Linked DNA regions of Mus musculus: region 1 is linked to region 2. Evidence: chromatin contacts called from public Hi-C data. All regions are on one chromosome and are shown on one strand. The core of a region is the stretch at or near the end of the contact, and the rest is flanking DNA. Distances in the headings are between cores, read along the strand shown.

What was found. A called contact is a pair of places that touch in the nucleus more often than the background predicts.
Region 1: a contact with region 2 is called in a Hi-C map of the N1E-115 cell line, with 2.6 times the contacts expected there. The contact joins two enhancer-like sites. A contact is called at or near these places in 1 of 15 datasets of contacts at CTCF or cohesin (the NIH/3T3 cell line), 1 of 484 Hi-C or Micro-C datasets (the N1E-115 cell line) and 1 of 115 datasets of contacts at active chromatin or transcription factors (CD8 T cells).

The regions. Positions count from the first base shown.
Region 1 is chr15:62,626,322-62,630,454 of GRCm38.p6, forward strand. No RefSeq gene overlaps it. Among named protein-coding and RNA genes, the nearest start is that of Gm41333, 41 kb to the right of the region's middle. Within about 2 kb of position 2,445, at least 10 of the 459 cell types and tissues checked have an H3K27ac peak or open chromatin away from gene starts, as enhancers often do. A contact at or near this core is called in the N1E-115 cell line, where this site is marked.
Region 2 is chr15:62,286,241-62,290,450 of GRCm38.p6, forward strand. No RefSeq gene overlaps it. Among named protein-coding and RNA genes, the nearest start is that of Pvt1, 250 kb to the left of the region's middle. Within about 2 kb of position 1,256, at least 75 of the 459 cell types and tissues checked have an H3K27ac peak or open chromatin away from gene starts, as enhancers often do. A contact at or near this core is called in the N1E-115 cell line, where this site is marked.

The DNA of each region.
Region 1 (4,133 bases), core at 1,195-3,694, 340 kb after region 2:
CCCCTTGGGTACTTTCTCTAGCTCCTCCATTGGGGGCCCTGTGATCCATCTAATAGCTGACTGTGAGCATCCACTTCTGTGTTTGCTAGGCCCCGGCATAGTCTCACAAGAGACAGCTATATCTGGGTCCTTTCAGCAAAATCTTGCTAGTGTATGCAATGGTGTCAGTGTTTGGAAGCTGATTATGGGATGGATCCCTGCATATGGCAATCATTAGATGGTCCATCCTTTCGTCACAGCTCCAAATTTTGTCTCTGTAACTCCTTCCACGGGTGTTTTGTTCCCATTTCTAAGAAGGGGCAAAGTGTCCACACTTTGGTCTTCATTCTTTTTGAATTTCATGCGTTTAGCAAATTGTATCTTATATCTTGGGTATCCTAAGTTTGGGGCTAATATCCACTTATCAGTGAGTACATATTGTGAGAGTTCCTTTGTGATTGGGTTACCTCATTCAGGATGATGCCCTCCAGGTCCATCCATTTGCCTAGGAATTTCATAGATTCATTTTCTTAATAGCTGAGTAGTACTCCATTGTGTAAATGTACCACATTTTCTTTATCCATTCCTCTGTTGAGGGGCATCTGGGTTCTTTCCAGCTTCTGGCTATTATAAATAAGGCTGCTATGAACATAGTGGAGCATGTGTCCTTCTTACTGGTTGGGACATCTTCTGGATATATGCTCAGGAGAGGTATTGCAGAATCCTCCGGTAGTACTATGTCCAATTTTCTGAGGAACCACCAGACTGATTTCCAGAGTGGTTGTACAAGCTTGCAATCCCACCAACGATGGAGGAGTGTTTCTCTTTCTCCACATCCTCGCCAACATCTGCTGTCACCTGAGTTTTTGATCTTAGCCATTCTGACTGGAGTGAAGTAGAATCTCAGTGTTGTTTTGATTTGCATTTCCCTGATGATTAAGGATGTTGAACATTTTTTCAGGTGCTTCTCAGCCATTTGGTATTCCTCAGGTGAGAATTCTTTGTTCAGCTCTGAGCTCCATTTTTTAATGGGGTTATTTGATTTTCTGGAGTCCACCTTCTTGAGTTCTTTATATATATTGGATATTAGTCCCCTATCCGATTTGGGATAGGTAAAGATCCTTTCCCAATCTGTTGGTGGTCTTTTTGTCTTATTGACGGCGTCTTTTGCTTTGCAGAAGCTTTGCAATTTTATGAGGTCCCATTTATCGATTCTCGATCTTACAGCACAAGCCATTGCTGTTCTATTCAGGAATTTTTCCCCTGTACCCATATCTTTGAGGCTTTTCCCTACTTTCTCCTCTATAAGTTTCAGTGTCTCTGGTTTTATGTGGAGTTCCTTAATCCACTTAGATTTGACCTTAGTACAAGGGAGATAGAAATGGATCAATTTGCATTGTTCTACATGATAACCGCCAGTTGTGCCAGCACCATTTGTTGAAAATGCTGTCTTTTTTCCACTGGATGGTTTTAGCTCCCTTGTCAAAGATCAAGTGACCATAGGTGTGTGGGTTCATCTCTGGGTCTTCAATTCTGTTCCATTGGTCTACTTGAGTCTCACATTTCTTAATGAAATGTCACAAATATTTGTATATCATTTTTGTTACATTAGTATTATATATAATCTAGAGATATTTTAAGTTTGAAAGAGAATATGAAGAGTATATGTAGATGTTCATAGTGTGTGTGTGTGTGTGTGTGTGTGTGTGTGTGTGTGTGTGTGTGTGTAGGAGATTTGAATGTATGGCCTGGGAACCTATAGAGTATTCTAGAAACAATCCCCCATGGATGCTTCAAAGTCTTATGAACTAACATCTCTGAATGTCAAGAAAACTCAAAAACTTATTTGAGAAGAAAGACTGAATAATCAGTTATGTATTTGCTGAAGAAATGATAATGTTTTTCTCTGGGCAATTAGACTTAAGATCTCTAAGGTCTTACAAGTCCAGACATTTTAACCAAATAAGAATCCCTTGTTCTTAAAAATGGGGAATGACTGTAAAAATCTGAGAACATAACTCTTGCCACATTCTTTCTTGTGGCCTTTGTTAGTCTCAAAAGCTTTACATTGAATTAGATATTTGGTAAATAGTTCTTAATAAATATATATTTGTTGTTAAATGCCAACATACGGTCAATGTCTATATAGCTTTTATAAAATAGGCAAAGTATTAATTTTATCATACAGGTAATAAGATTTAGTCAGAGGGAATTCAAATATACAGGCATAAGTGGGCACTGGGTACATGGTGATACTTTAGTTACCCTACCATAGTGACTCCTCTTAATTTCCTCTTAACTTAATTTCCTCTAGTGTGTTGGGCTTGACAGTCACAGCTGTCAGGAATATGAAGATTTTTGTTGTTCTTGTTTATCATGAGCCACGTTTGCTGCTTTAACCCTTTACACTCTTATAACACCAAGACAAATGGCTGACCCTGACAAGCACTTGTCAAGTAAATATCAATGAGAAACGTATAAAACCACTTAGTGGGCTCACAGGAGTTTCCCTAAGTGAATCAGAGGAAACAGAGAAAGGGACATCTAGCTGCCCATTAGCACACACTTTGAAGAGTCACAGATGTGATACCTTATAAAGTAGATTTGCATTCATTAAAGGTCACTTTCTGCTGAGTATTTGCACTTAACATGTAAGACATGAGAAGGCCTCTCTACCTCGTTCCTCCAATTTGTCTGCTCCATGATCAATATTGAAGTCTAGACAAAGACAACTGTAGGAACTTATCACTGCTTAATTCTCCATAAGATTGACTGGACTTCCTGGACATCTGGAGTTAGCAGCAGTGAGCTGTGTGCAGGAGTGACAAATGTCCTTATGACACATGAAGATTCAGTTATGGAACAGAATGCTTCCTGTTATTTTTATTGGCCATTCTACTGAGATCTTCCAGAGAGAAGTTTGTTTCTTACCAAATAAAAGAAATGCTACAGGGCTGAGTCATGGAGTTCAGTTCTTGAGAAAAGTCAGGGATGCATTTATCACATCACACTCTGTTAATGGTCTTGAAGCATCCTCTTCCTGCTAGGATCCCCATCTTCCATGGAGCCCCTTGCCTTCCATCTAAAATGCTGCTCAGTTTCTGTCATGTGTGGTAAAGTTATCTTTATGCTAGAGGTTTACGAAACCCCCTGGGATAGTCTCTGTGGAAAAACACAGCCAAGTTGTCCATTCTGCCTCCTGATTCTTACACATCCCTTACTATAGTTTCTTTTAAACATAGGGCTTCAAGAGGCCCAGGATCTACCCATTCCTTAAACTGTAGCCTGATGATGATCATTTACCCTTGATTCTCCTGCCTCTATCACCTACTAACTGCTGGAATTATAGATGTGTACCACCAAGCACAAGTGTCTCTTGTTTTGTCTATAGTACCTGTAAATGTGCCTCCATGTCACCTTTACTAAGTTTTAATTTAGAGCTAGGTTTTACATATTTAATTTCTTTCCCTCTTAATATTAATTTCTGTATTTGTGCAGACTAGTTTCTTTGGGCCCCATCTTAAGTACATATGGATATTTCTCTTATTTAGTAAAAGTGTATTTATAATTGCCTATATTTCAGACATTGTTCTAGCTAACCTTTTGCAGATACAATGCAATGAGAGGGAAATCTCTTTCATGGATCTGTTGATTTATTTGCAGGAGAAAAAATAAGCATATGAATTAAATAAGCAAGATAAGAAGCTTAAAGATAGACCTCTGTGGTGGGCATCAGTGGAGCAGAGAGTTGACCAGCAAAAGAGAACGTGATCAGGTAAATAAAGGATAAAAATCTAAAGGGCAAAGGCAAGGCAAATGAAATCAAGGAGAAAGAACTTGCTTTCCATGTTTGAAGAAATTTATGAGGCCAATATGGCACAGCCAGGAGTAGGAGAGAAGCTGGAGTTGTAACTCAGGGTTCTGATCTGATTCAACTATGTAAATTCCCTGAATCTTGTCCAAGGCTACACAACAATGAAACAGGAAAGTTCACTTTCAAAGCCAGGCAAGCCTGAGATTCTTCCTCAAATTTCATCATTTTCAAATGGTATAAGTAGATTAATATCTTTCATGTAAAGTAGATAGACCATTGCCTATGTGGTTTGAGTATGAGTGTTCTCCATAGGCTCATGTGTTGAATCCTAGATCCTTGG
Region 2 (4,210 bases), core at 6-2,505:
CTGAAAGTTTAGATCCATAGTCCAGTATCACTGCCTTGACTCGAAATATGTTATCCTCCAAGGTTTGAAAGTGTGAAAATTGGAAAAATTAGCTTATCATAAAAGGTAAATGATTTTCTTTGTAACACGTTTGCATATATCACCATTTGTTGACCACCCCCCACTGGTCTCACCTGTCTCTCTGTACATCACATATATTTTATTATCCTCTCTTAGTGCGTCTCCTACTTCCTTTCCCTCCCCTTCAGGGCATCTCCATAGTCTCCTTTCTACCTTTGTGCCTTACAGAATACCTGTATGTATGTGTGTTAAGTGTTGCTTTAAAACCATAACAATCATACTGCTACTGCCCAGAGCAGTGAATGCTCTGCCAAATTATCTTATTTGGTTTTCGACAAAAGCCTCACGAGGCAGGTAGTTTAATTTCCACTTCCCAGACTAATAAAAAACAGAAGTTCAGGACTGTTCCGTAATGCATTCACAACCACACATGCAAGGAGAGGGTCAAGATTGAAGCCAGCATTCCTCTCGTGCACAGACCCTAATCTCATTACTTTTTACTCATGCATTTCCTCCCCGAGCTGGATACTAACCAGCTGAGCCACATACCTTACTCAACAGCGATGGCTGCAAATACTTTTGTCTGCTTATATGTAAAGCAAGCTACTTAGGAGACAGTGAAAATGACATTAGACATAATACAGAGGCAGAGTCTGTGTGCAACTGTGTCTTGAATGCTTAGATGAGATGTTTTCGTTTCTGTATGCTAGGATCTACAAAATGCATCCCGTTGCTTGAGCCCACTTGTTACGAGGACCTATTCACAGTAGTCACTCAGCTGTATCAAAAGGTCATGAAAAACATCCTGTGGAAAGGCTTTTTTTTTTTTTTTTTTTTTTTTTTTTTCTGGGCAGAGGATCTAGAGTATTTATGAGTCACTTGAAGGCTCTGTTTCCCTCTAGAGATGAGACATTCTAATTCTCCCATCTGTTGAGTTTGACTTACCACTTTCCCCAGAGGAGTCTTGGAGGCAAGGAGAAATCATGCTGACTAAATGGTGGTTGAAATTTGTAGGGTGACTGTTCAGTTTAGCAGAGAATAACTAGAAGGCACACTGTATCACCGCATTTGAAAAATCATTAAAAATGTTCCTGCTTCACATTCCTGTGGCTCCTTAAACTCAACCCTCCAGAGGACCTTCCTCCCTCCCCCTGCCAGCTAAAGCTGTGTCATTCTGAGCTGTGGCTATTGGTCATTTCCTGTCTCATCCATCCAAATGCTTGTTTTATTATGACTGCCATGAGAATGGGCTCTGAGCTAGGGACTGGGTTTCACAGCCATTGGCGGATGTGTTTCCTCCAATGTGGGAGCAGAGGGAAAGAATGCGGGATTCGCCTTCAGGAACCTGCATGCAGTCACCAGCTCTCTGCTAGCACTTGTGCTCATGGGTGTACTACTCAAGCATGTCTCTTTCAAACTGTATTTCTTTTTTGAGTACTTAGAATATATTAGTCCTCTGCTAGATATTGGGAACTGGAAGTACACAAAAATACAATAAAAATAGATCCTCCTATTTTTAGAATTCTGCTCTGATGGGAGACATAAAGTACACTAATAAAATTAGTACAGATGTATGTTGGTAAAATGTATGCTTTGCATGTGCTAATTTAGAGAAGGAAGCATGGGGTTTTGCATAGTATAGTTTTCTATATTAGACAACTATAATGACATGAAATCAGCTTTAAAATAAGCCTTTCTCCACTCCTTTCTTTCCCTTTCCCTCTCTCCCTTTCTCTGATCATCAAGTTCTGTCAATGTATCTGGTAGTGTTGATGTTTATTTTTTTAAAAAATTAAGATCTTTTTTTTTTACTTCATTTAAAGTGTCTGAGATTTTGGCCTTCAAGTATGTACGTGAATTCCTTGCTCATGCCGATGGGTGGTTGTCAGCCACCCTCTGAGTGCTGGGAACTGATCATGGATCCTCTTCCGGAGCAGGAAACAGACTTAACTCTTGAGCTGTGTCTCTAGCTCCCTTGATATGTATTTTGCTAAATAGTAATGGAGACATTCATGCTTGCTTCTGCTTACTAGCATGATAACTTTTGTATTCATTCATCTTTTCTCAGTTTGTATCTTAGTATCAAGTACGTGTCTTATATGAAGGATACAGTCATTCCTTGGGTGCCCTTTGCTTGGAATCTTTAGTGGGTTCAGAGAATGTAATTGTTGGTTTGGTTAGATTCGGGTTAGCCATATGGCTCCATGCTCTGCCATTCATCTCAGGCACTCACTTTCTGTGTTCTCATTTGTCAGGAACTTTTCAGCATTTAATATCTTACTCCGCCTCGTGCTTATATTTCTTTGGTGGTTTTCTAGTGATTATTTTCTAGGAATTATAGTTTGCTTCTTTGAGTTAATGTTGAACGAGGAAACCTGTTTTTATTCCACTTTCAGTTTTGAAAGAAGAGACTTGGTTCATGATTTGGCTTTTCCCTTCCTTTATCTTCCTGTCTCCCTCTGTCTTTCTTTCTTTTTTTTTTAATTTTTAATTTTATTTATTTTTGTTTTTGTGCCCCTTTCTCTATTCTTCATATGTTGAATCTAAGACCTAGTACATGTTAGTCAAGCAGTCTATCACCAAATTACATCACACGCTTGATAATTTTTGTATTATAGATCTTTTTCTTCTTTCTTCTTCTTTCTCCTCCTTCTTCTTCTTCTCCTCCTTTTCCTCCTTCTCCCCCCTCCTCTTTTTTTTTTAGTGGTACTTTCAAGTACTGTCCCAGTATTTTCTGATTCTCATAGTTTTAGATGTGACATCAGCCATCAGTTTTATCTGTGGGCTCCTTCGTAGCATGTACACTTTGACCTCTCTTGGAGCATTTGTCTAAGTCAGACACATTGCACCACATAGATTTGCAAGATGGGGAGATTTAGCATTTCATTTGGGCTCTTACAGTCAGTCTGAATTTCTTAAACTTTTTGTATGTGATGTTTATTCCCAGTCTTTCATCTATGTAAACTAATAAAGTCTCTTTTAACCAAAGCCAGTTTGAACTGTTTTTTTTTTATTGCAACCCAAAGGACCCTGATTAAAAACTAATAATTTGTCCTGCTCAGCTCCTGTGTAGTCATCACTACCACTGACCCTTGCCATGCCCCACAAATGTGAGACCCCAAGTAGCACAAAATACTTCTAGTCCCCAGTACAAGTTAGCCTAAGGGAACTGAAGGGACTTCTTGCTTACTCTCAACCCACTCACCTGGTTCATGTCTAGATTTCATATCTTGGTTCATCTCTATCCACAGTTGGCATTGTGACCCACACCAGATCAACACTGTAAACTCCTTCTCACTATTCTTTTATTCTCTGCTCTCTCTTAGAGCTCTTCCAGGCTCTGGGTTCTCTTCGGTCCCCTGCCTGTGGTCTTAGGGAATCATATGCTTTCTGGAAAGAAGCTACAACTTCCTGAATTGAGTTGTAGTCTTCTGGCTGACTCTTCTTGTCTATGATAATAGGTCTTTTTTCCTGTTTCTAAATGCTCTCCTCCTGCCTCTTTCTCTCTTTCTCAGTTGAGAAGGGCTAAGACATCTTTTAAAAGTATTTTAGAAGCATAGCAGACAGGTAGAGAGGAAGCATCCTGCATCTGGAATAGATATTTCTGATAGAAGTTTGTGGGAAACAAATTCTTTATTTACATCAACATTCTGAAAATTCTGTCATCAAAAACTTACATTAATCTTGTCTCCATCTTTATGACATTTCCACCGAGATATTTTCTTTGTGTTGAAAACAAAAAAACATAAACACTATGCATATCCCACAACAAGCTGATTCAATCTCCCCTTCATATATACATAATTTAAAATATCTTCTCTCCATCTCATTTCACAGTGTTTTTCTTAGTCTTCTTTCATATTTCCTGGATGTGACTATGTATCACTGTGTCTATTTCTCTTCACCCATCTACCTGTCTGCCTTTCTGTAGCATGGTATTGAAAACTTTCAGCCTTATGGCCTCTACTCCTGATGGTCTTCTCCATGTGTACACAGATCTTCTTATATCTGGTTTCCTGGGCGCTTCCTGGTATGTCAGATACTCTCCACCTCAGTGGCTCCTACATGGGATGCTATTCTTCTTTGTGATTTGATGGGGTTGTAATTGCTTTCTCTTTCATTTGTGCGTCTGCTTAGATAAAATATCCTT